2 separate regions of the Gossypium arboreum genome follow, and region 1 is linked to region 2. The links are chromatin contacts, called in public Hi-C maps. All regions are on one chromosome and are shown on one strand. The core of a region is the stretch at or near the end of the contact, and the rest is flanking DNA. Distances in the headings are between cores, read along the strand shown.

Region 1 (6,585 bases), core at 1,529-4,028, 120 kb after region 2:
CATGATATTATCAAGTAACAAATATGCATTTAAATAATGTTTAAATTGGTTAATATTATTATATTTTAGTAAGCATATAAAAATAATTTATTATAACTTGTTGTTAATATTTTAATATATGAATATAAATTTTAAATATTTTTAAGCAATAAATATTAATTATTTATAAAATTTAATTAGAATATATAAACTATATTTTAAATATTTAAATATAATCATTAAATATTTATAATTAGATATTAACATATTTGCATTATTTTAAAAATACTTTTTTATTTTTAATTAATGATTTTAGTACATTTATAATTAAGCCTCAAGAAAAAACAGGGAAGGGAAAGTACTATGTTGTCGGTGGGGTAAAAAAATAATTAAGCACCAAAAGTACTTTTAGAAGAGGAAAAGCTAAAAATTTTAGTTTCTCGTTTCCAAAAATGTTTTTCATAAGTGTATTTGAAAAGGAAAAAAATTTCAACTAAAAACAGTTTGTTTAACACTTTTTTTATTTCAAAAGTATTTTTCAAGCCGAAAGTGTTTTTTTTTAGACATTACTAAATAAGCCCTTAGAAACTTTAGGTACACATGGAAAGTTTTACAAAAATATAGAGGGCAGGTTTGCCATTATCCCTTAATGTTATATTGTTTGAACTCTTAAGCTTATATAAATAAAGTGAAGAAATGTAAGTATTTTTTGAGGCCTAAAGAAAAGTTAAAAATAAAACAAAACAATTGGATTGATTAGTAGATTTTGATTCGGACTAAAAATGTGTTGTGCCTTAGTTGGAGGAATTAATTCTTCTTTAATTTACAAATCTATAATACTTAATCGTTTAGGTTACCTAAAGTATTAACATAAGTAAAAGTTTTAATTAAAAGTATTGAAATAGTTTACTTGAAGGGAAAAATATAAAATTGGTATCTAAATTTGTCCATTTATTTTAGATTGGTATTTTATATTTTCATTTTTCAAGTTGGTATCTGAAATTTTTTTGTCAAATAAATTAGTACTTTTTTATAACACCGTTAAGTTCAGGACATGTGACAAAATAATATTGTCACATGTTGTATTAATGACATCATGATGTTATAATTAATAAAAATATATTAAATATTTTTTTTACAAACTGCTCATGGTCGTCATCCCAAGCGATGGTGCAAAGATGCTGTCGGTCGTCTGCAAGCGTTTCAGTAACTGCCAAGGTTGCCTCTGTTTCGAGTATGACCACATTGTTTCTTTCCACAAAGGCCTATTTCTCACAACCCATTCACTTTTTCACCAATTCTCTTCTCCTTGCTTTGTTTTTTCATTTTTCTTTCTTTCTTGAGATTTTAATTTTAGCTGATTTGGAATGGGTTTAGTGTGATAGCGTTAATTTGAGCTTAATGAACAATTGAATCAAAAGAGGAGCCAAAGAGTAATGATTCATGTATTGGTAGGGTCTTGTACAGTGTAAGGCTTGAGACAAATACAATAACTGTCTTCGACACCGTTGTTAAGTACTCCTTCGATAGAAGATGTCAACGTCGAACATGAAGTTGTTGTTAACGCAATCGACTTTTCGAACAAAGAACAAGCAGCAACAACAATAGAAAATGGTGAAGGAGAGGAAATGAAATCAACCATTGAAAACAAACATGTTTAGTAGAGCAAAAAAGAACAAAGGAAACTGGGAGAATAAAGGAATACTGAGAAAAAGAAGGAAAAAATGGAAAGAAAATAGAATAGTTGTTAAAATATATTATTTAGATTACGACATTATTATAAGGTCATTAATGTCATGTGTCATAATATTATTCTGTCATCTATCTTGAACATAACGACGTTATAAAAAAGTACCGACTTAGTTGACGGAAAAAAAGTTTGGATACCAACCTATGACAATAAAATCATAAAGTATTAATTTGGGAGAAGTGAATAAATTTAGATACCAATTTTATATTTTTTCCTTAACATAAAAGATAAAGTAGTAAAAATTTAAATTAAAAATTAAAAAAGGTAAAATTTTGATAAAAATAAAATTTCTTCCAAATAAGTATAAATTTTTTTTACGCGAGTGATTAAAATTATCAAACAAAATTAATTTATTACTAACTTATGTATTATGAAGTGTTGAAAAACAATACCCTTATTATGAAATATAATAAATTTTTTTGAATATTTACCATTCTGTCCGTAATTAATCTCCTTGCTTGAATATTTTTTCCACTATATTTTTTCTTCTTGGCCTCTTTCAGTCTTTCTTCTTCTTTTCTAGTGAAGTTAAAAACTGGTGTTCAATGTCATCAATATACCTCACATTTCTATTAACATATACTTGGTCTTTCTTGACAAAATCGGAGTTTTAGGCACACTGGAAATTTCACAACTCTTTCTTCTCCCGCTTCCCTCACCGTTTACCCTTTCACTCTCAACCTGTAGCAACCCTTGAGGCCTCGTTTCTTCATTAAGCCCAGCTTCAACCACCTCATTCGCATTTATAGAATCAAGGCCCATCTCCCTCATCAGCCCAAGTTCTTCACTTGAATCATTCATTCTTTCTTTGGTAAATAAACATATAAGAAAATGGAGGATTCTTATCCATATATGAACTTAACAATTGGGGCAGAATGTTCAATTTTAAGAGTTTTTTTCCCTAAATTTGGGTCCGCATTTTTGGTAACAAATGATATCATTAATACAACAGATAGGTTCTTGTCATTTAATTTTTCATTATACCAAGTAGTATCATCAATCAATAATTGTATTGTATATAAACACCAATGGCACAATCGTATGGTAGCCATACTTTTTCTTTTCAAAAATGCCTTCAACCCTTGGTTTTATCAATTCTAAATTGCTGTTTTGCCTCTTGGTAACGTCAATTCTATACCATTCTGCATTTGTTACTTCAAAACCTACTGGTTTCAGTCTAAGGGCTGTCATAGATGATTCTCCAGAGTCTCCATTATATCTTATTGAAAACTTGACTATAGCCGAAAGGCTAGAAAGATTGATCAAAATTTCCTATGCTAGGGTTAATTATTTGAATCTAGTTTCAAGTGGTGATGCAAAGCTAGTTCCTGATAATATTCGGATACCCATGCTCCGAGATGCTGTCTACTATGCGGTAGCGTTTACAATAGGAAGCCAAGGACATCCAGTGAAGTTGTTGATGGACACTGGAGGTGGTTTAATTTGGACCCAATGTCTGCCTTGCACAAATTGTTTCCCACAAAAGCTTCCAATTTATAATCCCGCTGCTTCCACCAGTTATGCCACGGCGACCGGAGACTCTACAATTTTGAACATGGTCGTTATTGTGTGTACAATGCTCAATACAGTGGTGGAGCCTCTACCAGTGCCATTGCGTCCACGGAAGCATTTCATTTCTTTGTCGACCAACATAGTACGCACCCGTTCAACGTCATCTTTGGGTGCTCGTATGATAGTCGGGATATTGCTTTTATGAACACTGACATTTTAGGGATCTTCGGGTTAAGCTTCTCACCGGATTCAATGGCATCCCAGTTTTCGGCTTTGATTCAACATCGATTCTCGTACTGTTTAGCCCCTTTTGATGATGTAACCCCTCGTCCTTTGGTTTTAAGGTTTGGAGAAGACATTCCACAACTGCCTCCACAAAGTGTTGGATCAACACAGTTGATAGCCTCTCCCACATCTTATTTTTTCTACTTGGGATTGAAAGACATATCTGTTGCAGGTCATCGTATAGGATTTCCACCATCTATTTTTCAGATTAAGCCAAATGCAGGGGCAGAAAATAATTTTTGGGGGCCGAAGGAAATTTAATTTTTTACAGTTTATATATTTATAATTTTTAAAGGATTAAATTGAATTTTTATAATTTTAAGGAGGGCTAAAGTGCAATTTTACCTTTACTAATTTAAAATTTTAAAAAAATTTAAAGGGCCTAAATGAAAATTTCCCATTTTAGGGGGGGCCGGGGCCCATGCCTCCCCCCCCGTTTCGCCCCTGGCCAAATGGGTTGGGGGGTTTCTTCATAGACTCTGGAGCTTTGTTCACTCATATTGATGCTGATGCACTGGGAGGGAATGCATATGCTGAAGTACTAAAGGTGTTTGCTGCTTACTATGGGTCAAAATATCTTAAACAAACAGGGGCAAGTCCAGAAGGATTTGAACTATGTAGAGCGTCCACCAAATTTTGATGAATTTGCAACTTTAACGTTCCATTTTGATGAATCTGTTTACACCGTCAATGGGCAATATATGCATGTTATTGCCCCTAATTTTTTCTGCGTAGGAATATTAAAAGGAAGTTCGGTTTCTGTTCTTGGAGCATGGCAGCAACAAAATAAACGTATCATTTACGATGGGGGAAGGGGTGTACTCGAATTTGCTGATGAAAATTGTATGAATGATATTGCATGATTGAATCCAGACAAACAAGTTTATTTATTTTTAATCATTCGGAAAGTTTTCACTAAATTCAAAATTTTCTTTCTGCCAATTTCATTATAGTTTCTCTTACATGTATTCTTGAGCCTTTACATATTAATTATAATAAGAGTATTAAAGTTTTGTTCAAGGTCAAAGTCTTTTTCTTTTCCTTGAATGGAGAGAGCCTAAAATTTAAACATCACAAACAGAATTGCACACACGACTATCAAGTACTCTTTTAGGTGGGTGGTGATTGTGGTACAGATATATCTTTTACCTCTATCATTATTTTCAATTTTATCGGATATAAATGCACTGCCTTTTCAAAATCATTCTAAAACTATTTAGGAATTTTTATAGGTGATTTTCCAAATTTATAAAAGTAGAAGTCATAGGTAGTGCTCATTTTTACCATGTGATATTCACAACCTTATTAGCGTCTCAGAAAATGTGCTTGAACTTCACTTGCCAATCTCCAACGCACCAAAATGCGTCGAGCTTCAAGACCATTGTTGTCGCCCATAATGAATTCTATGGAAGTAAAACAATCACTATCCAGCTGTACCACGCGGAAACCAGCTTACTAAGCAACAGTGAGACTATCGACCATAACCCTTAATTTTGCACAGAAAATTGAGTTAATGTTGATCTAACCACTGAATCCAATAATCCACTTGCCGTCGCTTCTTTGCAACCCCTGATGGATGCCAAGTGCGAATTATTCTTGACCGAATCAGCTATATTAATTTTTTTTCTACCCATCTAATAAAGGGGTTCACTCAATTCTTTTAATTTTTAAGTAATGGAAAGAAATCAGATGTATCACCATATGTAATGAATGTATTTTTCGTTAAATATAAAAGATCATTTAGAAATTAATTTAATTTTTGAATTATTATTTAATTAATTATAATTAAATAATTGAGTTTAAAGTGAGAATTAAATTAATAAGTCAATAAATTTATTGAATAAGACAATTAAATTAATTTCCTTTTGAATTCTAATACAGTAAAGTTGTTATAACTTTAACCAAATTGGATATGGATTGAGAGAATAATTTAATTGAGAAATTAATATAATTAATTAATATTTTGGAAAATAAAAAATAATTATTGGGTTAGATAAATTATAAATGTTGGATAAAAGTCCAAATAACACATATAGTTGTACTAAATACATGAAAGACTCAAATTACGCCTAGTTAATTGATAGATGAGACAAACCCTAGTATTTACAAGGGAGTGTTGTAGCTCCTCCTAGATTCTACTTAGAGTAAAATTTGTATTTTCTATGAATTATTATTATTTAATTAGACCTTATTCGAACAGAACTCTTGTATTGGTTCTATATAAATAAGAACTACGAGTTAACTTAGATACACACGTTATATAGTACTGATATTATGTCGAAATATAATGGAAATTAATTTTTAAGGATAAATTTTATTTTTTGGAAAAAAATACTCATAGTTTTCAATTTATTGGGAGAATTAACTTTCCCATTGAAAATTAAGAAAAAAAAATATTTTGTGCACTTGTTTCAATTTGTTTGAATCCCCACTCAAAAAAATTTGGGATTTGAGGATAACTAGTAAGATCGACCAGTTGAAAGTTGGGAAATGACCTAGACCATTTTCAGTTTATAGAGAGAATTAACTTTCTCGTTGAAAGTTAAGAAAAAAATATTTTGTGCACTTGGTTCAATTTGTTTGAATCCCCACTCAAAGAAATTTGGGATTCGAGGATAACGACTAAGATCGACCAGTTGAAAGTTGGGAAATGACCAGACCATTTTCTTACTAAACATCGATATAATTTCAATAAAAAAGTTTATGGATATAAATATTTCAAAGCTTGGTTTTAAGAAAATTATAAATTTTGATTGTGCCTAAAAATATTGTTTTTTACCTCGACTTTTTCAACATAGAGTGAGTCAAAAGACTTCCTTTTGAAAGGCAGCCAAAGAAATTGCCTTATTTGTTGAGGCCCCATAAATCTCCAAAAAAAATAAAAAATTCCAAACCTTGCTATCTTAATCCCAATTCGATTTAGTGAGGTTTTTATAGGTAGAAGCAATGGTGCAATTATTATTGCTACTCCATCTCCTCCAACAAAAATCACAACTTGCTTAATCATTAGGACGATTAATTCTCGCAATAGTGAGGACCACTAAATGGCTTAATTGGAA
Region 2 (6,334 bases), core at 3,594-6,093:
AATGTTTTACAAGTAATAACCCTAAACTGTTAAAGCCATAAAACATTTCGTTTTTAATTTTTTTTTAATTCTCAAAAAATAAACACCGTTTTCGAGCGGAGCCAAAAGGTAGCTCAGTTTCCATTCCCAAAACTGTTAAGAAAGTCTTTTCTTTCAGTTCATGTCCGAGATGAATGCATGTTACTGATATTCCCTTATTGTAATATCATTTATATTATTATATCTTATTATTTATATATTATAATATCATAGTATTATTATATACTTTTTTTAAAGCCTCAACTTTAAACTTAGTAAAAGTGATTTCACTGAAATATAATTTAAAAAAATTACTTTTATTAAAAGCATTTTTAATAATTTGATATACATATGGAAAGAGATGATGGTTTTCCTTTTGTTTATGTTACTTTTAACTATTTAAAATTAGTAAAGTTGTAATTTTATTATTTTATTTAAATTAATAAATACTATATTTAGTATAAACTTATTATTAAACATAAAAGTTAATAACGTAATTTCCAATTAAGTTTACATAGTATTTTAAAATTCTTATTAAAGTAAATTATTGATAAAAATGTTATACAAGATAGCATTAAATCACAACCACCTAATATAATTTGTCTTCTTTACAATAGTCACCCACATAACAACATTTTGTTATAATAATTAAGTTTCTAGAAAATAAATTTTTATGTTTATTTTAACCCTTTATAACAAATTTTCACTTGTAACATCAATATTCCTAGTTATGAAGTACGCTATAAATTTATTCTCTATAACAACATATGGTCTAAAATTTTAAGTAAAATTATAACTATTTCATATAAGCAAGTTATTAATTATTATTTATTAAATGAAAATTATCTTAATTAAAATTAATCTTAAATGAGTGAATTTAAAGATATTAATTCAATAAACTATTAAATTCCTAATTAAATATTTTACTATGAATTTGAAACATCATAAACTTATAAATTGATTACTTGAATTAAGTAACTTATGATAAATTAATTAATTAAATTTAATAACTCAAATTGATTAATTAAACTTGTTAGACTTATGAACTTTATAATTAATCATGTGAAAATGTAAAATCAAATATGCATAAAAATGGTAATGTATGCACTTGTTATACGCTTTTAATTTTATTCTTTTTTGTACAATAATTTTGTTGATTTGATTCTCACTTTCTTTTCTTTTAAAACATAATTCTTACTTTCTTTATTTTATGAAAATTCACAATATGAATTTTATGGTAGATTTATAACAATTATCTCTTTAAAACAACATTTTGTTATAGTGCATAACAACTCTCTATAACAGCCAAAATTTGAACACACAAATAGGGTTGTTATATTGAGAGTTGACTATAGTTAATTTCACAATTATAATTATAATAGTTGTGTAAGCTATTAATAAAAATAAATAAATTTTGTAATAAATATCAAGTTTATTGTATAATTTTAGTTATACTTCTATGTTTTGAAATTATTTTCGTAATTTACAATTTAAATTTTGTGATAAATCTATAGTAATAATTATTATATTATTTTAATATAAAAGTACGAGTTTAGAAAAACTTTTGAATTGAAATATTTTTTCATCGTGTTACTAAATTGACATTTAAAAATATTTATAATATAATAAAAAGATGATAATTACACATTTAAAAATAATTATAATATAATAAAAGTTGTGATAATTATAATTATCATTTAATTTACCATTATTAGTTAAAAATAATTATAATTTAAAATTGAAATTATTACAAAAGTTGACTTTTATTTCTTTTAAAAGAGTTGTGCTAGTTTTATTTATGTAAAATAGAGCTAATAATTGAATAGAACTATAAACATCTTAATATCACTTAATTAGTATTAGAGTTATATACCAATTAAATTTAACTTTAGTTTTATAAATAGAATTCAATAGTTAGATAATAAGAATTAAAGTAATAGTTCTTCGATATTGTTAGCAATAATAAATTTGATTTATATAAAAAATGAAGCATTAAAGTAATAGTTCGTCGAAGAAGCGATCTTAATTCATATTCAGACAACAATGGCACTCGAGAGAGATAAATATTAATTTTTTTTGTGAAAAAACTTAACTAAAAAAATCTCTATGCCTACAAATTAGCTACCCTACCATTCCAATAATTTCCTAAAAAAGTCCTATGATCTGAGTTATTCCTCCTAAATGAATCTCAGCTATGTGCTATGCAATATTGTTCAGCCCAACTTATTGATATCTTAATGATTTCCAAAAAATTCCAAGCTAAGCCTTGGAAAACAGAAAGATTCCTGCTTTTCCATATACGCTAGACTAGAAACCTAAAAAGGTAGGCCGGAGGGCCCCATTACCCCTCATCCAACCCGTATCACTTAAGTTTGTTTTAATACAATCTAAGAGATTTTCGAAGAAAAACTGAGGTTAGCAATTTCATGGTACAAAAAACTTCCACATTCTCAATACCCGAAAAGTCCCTGATAACATGCAAAATATCTTCAACTCCATGGGAATAGACCAGGCACGATGGGTTTTGCGCGATTCCCCTTCTAACACATTTTTGATTGGTAAGCAATCTCTATTTGCAAACAAGCCATAAGAAAAAAACGAATTTGTTGTGGTCCTTGATTCTTCCAAACAATTGTCCACCGATCATCTCATTCATTTCATGTGTCTTTTCTAATCATATGATAAGTGCTTTTTACCGAAAATCCGTCGTTAGCTATATGAGTCCAAAAAATTTTGTCTGGACCTGGTGAAGGGTGTGGGGGAGGAATGCTCACAATTATTTTAACAACTTCTTTAGGTAGTCGCTCTCTAAAGGCCTATAAATTCCAAGCTCCATCATCTCTAACCATATCTGTTAGAAGACAATTCATGGTTGGACGGTCAATAAGAGAAGCCAACGTTTTTAATGGTCCTACTTTTGGAATCTAGAAATCTTCCCAACAACGGATTGAGGAACCTTCACCAACAGACCATCATCAATTCCCTCTTAGCATGGGCCAAACTTTTGCAATCCCTCTCCAGATAGCTGAGCTACTTCCTTTTTCAATGCTTTTAGGAATCCTTTCACTCATACTATATTTTGTGTGCATCACCCTAACCCATTAAGCTTTCTCCTTATTGACAAGATTAAATCCTAATTTTAGCAAAAAAAGAGGCATTCTTATATTCTAAATGGCGAATGCCTAGGCCACCAAACTTACAAGGCTGACACACATAATCCCAATTATCTAGTATCATATTTCGTTTACTTGCAGTACCTCCCTAGATGAATTGTCCAGCCAAGCGCTCAATCTCCTCGCATACCCCTTTTTGGTACCCGTATGGACTGCATAAAGTAATTTGGAATAGCGAGGAGGACTGATTGTGCTAAAGTGAATCTCCTTGCCATAGAGAGTTGTTTTGCATCCCAATTACACAACTTAACTTAGACCTTCTCAACTACAAAACCCAAGGTTGCGTTAGTGACTTTTTTATGAAAAAGAAGAATTCCTAAATACGTTATCAACTTTTGGACCTTTTGAAAGCCTAGTAATCCGCTTAATTGGTTGCTTAGATTTTCAACAAATCCTCGAGAGTAGAAAATATTGGTTTTTTGTGCATTGACTCGGTGGCCCGAGATGATACAAAAATGATCTAGAATGTTTTTTATTAGGGAGCCATGCTTTATATCTGCTCTGGAGAAAATTACTAAGTCATCAGCAAAGAAAAGGTGTGACAAAGTTGGTCCTATCCGTGCAAGCTTGATAGGAATCCATTCACCAGAACTCTCGGCTATTTTGATGCTATGGCTTAACCATTCCGTACATAAGAAAAAAAAGTAAGGTGACAGTGGGAATCCTTGATGTACTCCTTTTGCAGGTCAAAATTTTGATGTAGGCACTCCATTCCAAAAAACCTGCATAGTGGAAGTTGAAATGGTCGACATAATCGCTTTATGTAAAAAGTTTGATATCCTGGCTGCTTGCATAGATTTATTAATGAAATCCTACTGAATTCTATCATAAGCTTTCTCCAAATCATTTTTAATGGCCATCCATTTTTTACTTTTTCCTCACATAGAGTGAATAACTTCTTGAGCAATTAGAATATTATCAGAGATACTTTGGCCAGCGATGAACCCATCTTGTTCCTGTGCAATAATTTTAGAGAAAAGAGCTTTAAATCTGTTAGCTATTACTTTTATGACCTACTTATAAAGCACAAAGCACAAGCTAATAGGTCGAAATTGTGACATTTCTTCTGGTTAAGTAATCTTTGGAATAAGAACAATAAGTGTATTGTTTAATTCATGGTCAATGGGTTTTCCTTTAAACACTTTTTTCGCCCATTCGCAAATTGTCCCCCTGATGTTATCCCATTGATTTTGAAAAAAATAGTGCATAAAACCTATCACTTCCGGGGGCTTTAAGCGGGGCCATATCAAAGATAGCTTTTTTAATTTCTTCATTTGAGACATCCTTTCCTAGAAAGTCAATGTCACTTTGCTCCATTCGAAGGAAAGAACTAGGTGGTTATTCTTTCATTTCACACAACTGCTCTCCATATATTGTTGAAAATAAGATACTGCTTCCGATTGAATCTTGTCTAGTTCGTATAGCCAGTCGCCATTTCTATTACGTATGTCGTTAATACGATTGATTCTCCTTCTATGTAGTGTCCGGTTATGAAAAAATTTTGTGTTTCTGTCTCCGAACTTGAACCAATCACATCTTGACTTTTGTTTCTAAAGTAACTCTTCATGATAAGCACTTCTTCTAGCACTTTTCTAATACCCATTTCCCTTGTAGTTATTCTAGCTGAGTTTGACCTTCCATTTCACTTTGAACTCGATTTAGGGGTTGTAAAGTTTTTGCTTACGCTCCTCAATGTGACCATACACCTTTTTGTTCCACTCTTTAAGGCCTATGGTAAGTTTCCCCAAGGTGTCAGACATGCTTCCGCCATAATTCCACAGATCTTTTACGATAGTTGAAAAATTTGGATGTTGGGACCATGTGGTCAGAAAGCAAAAGGGGCGTCCTTTTTGTTACTAGCATTTCGAAAAAGCTTGGAGCCAAACAGTGTTCCCTATTACACGGTCCAATCTCTCAAAAGTCCCTCATATTTGCCAAGTAAATGGTGGCCCTCTGGATAAGAAAGAAATTAGGATGATTTTGAAGCGCTTATTCGAAAACTATGATGCAAGACTTGAAATTTTTACTCCAAGATTGAGTGGATTTTCATTCTTTTTTTTTTTGGTAGTGGTATCCATCTTTATTCTTTCCAAAAGAATAATTGGATGGTTGTGTGATGTTGTTTAACCTTGCTTGAGGTGGGGTTGTGTTAAAGTGGTGACGTGCCATCCAAGGAGTATAGACGGTGCTTACGTGGGTGGTCGTAAAATTTCTAGCCTGAATTAGGCCCTGCCAGATGGGAAAGGTCATCGATTCTTAAAAAAGGTTGTGTCACTTTTTTTTTTCATTTTTTTAATCTTTTCGCTTAATTTTTTTTATCGTCGAATGCATGTTTTTGTACGTCTTTCATGTAAAATCTTGTATGGCCATACATGATACAGCATTTATGGTAAATTTTTTCTTTGACTTTTTTACGTTAATAATAACTTATTTTTGACAAGTCTAGTTAGTTTTACATTAAGTGTTGAGTTTCGCACTTTGGTGTCTCTTGATTTTGGTCTTTTTAGGTTTTAGTTTTTTCTGTTGTTTATAGAAGTTAGGTTCCTTGAAAGTTAGTTGATATCTTATTTTCTATATCATTTTTTCGTTGTGGCGCCTGTGCTTCTTTCTCCTTGTTAGTGACTCGATCTTCCTTTGGAGTTTTCTTGGTGAGTTTTCAGGTTCATTAGATTTTCTTGGCTTCTGTGGTACTAGTTTCTTATTTTCTTCCTACTTTCCTATCGATTGGTTACTTTTATTTGGATCTCTGTGTGTTTTTCTGTGATTCTCTATAGTGCAGGTGTTGGAACGGTTGGCAGCCTCTCTTGGGGTTTGCTCAGGTTTCACCTGGTGGTCTTGTGAGAGTGTCTTGTGGTTTTATCGGTGTTTTTGATTCTTTCCAGTCAAAGTAATAGCGGAAGAATTGAAAGATCTTCTTAAAAAGCTGTCTGTCTCTAAAGAAGAATCAAAGTGTGTGTTTAGCTCTAGTAGATTCTCATCTACTTCAAAGGGTTACGAGGCTTAGGCGATTGGCAATGTTATGTCGAATGAAAAAATCAATAAAGAATTAATGTATAGGGTTTTACGGTCAGTGTGGTATACAAAAGAAGAGGTGAATTTTTTGGAACTAAAGGAAAAAGTCATTTTGGTAAAATTCGGGGAGG

What was found. Hi-C and Micro-C count contacts between places; a contact is called where the count stands out from the background.
Region 1: a Hi-C map of leaf shows a contact between it and region 2, with 2.5 times the contacts expected there. The contact joins the promoter of LOC128286646 here to the enhancer-like site in region 2. A contact is called at or near these places in 2 of 5 Hi-C or Micro-C datasets (both in leaf).

Annotation. Positions count from the first base shown.
Region 1 is chr13:111,476,700-111,483,284 of ASM2569848v2, forward strand. It overlaps LOC128286646 (aspartic proteinase nepenthesin-1-like), which reads left to right and starts at 2,779. Exons shown (of 1, transcript XM_053023972.1): 1 at 2,779-3,828. The coding sequence starts at 2,799. The coding sequence ends at 3,446. LOC108462670 reads left to right here and starts at 3,494. Exons shown (of 3, transcript XM_017762590.2): 1 at 3,494-3,698; 2 at 4,003-4,073; 3 at 4,117-4,389. The coding sequence starts at 3,494. The coding sequence ends at 4,389.
Region 2 is chr13:111,358,543-111,364,876 of ASM2569848v2, forward strand. No RefSeq gene overlaps it. Among protein-coding and RNA genes, the nearest start is that of LOC128286942, 8.2 kb to the left of the region's middle. Within about 2 kb of position 4,844, at least 1 of the 2 cell types and tissues checked has an H3K27ac peak or open chromatin away from gene starts, as enhancers often do. A contact at or near this core is called in leaf, where this site is marked.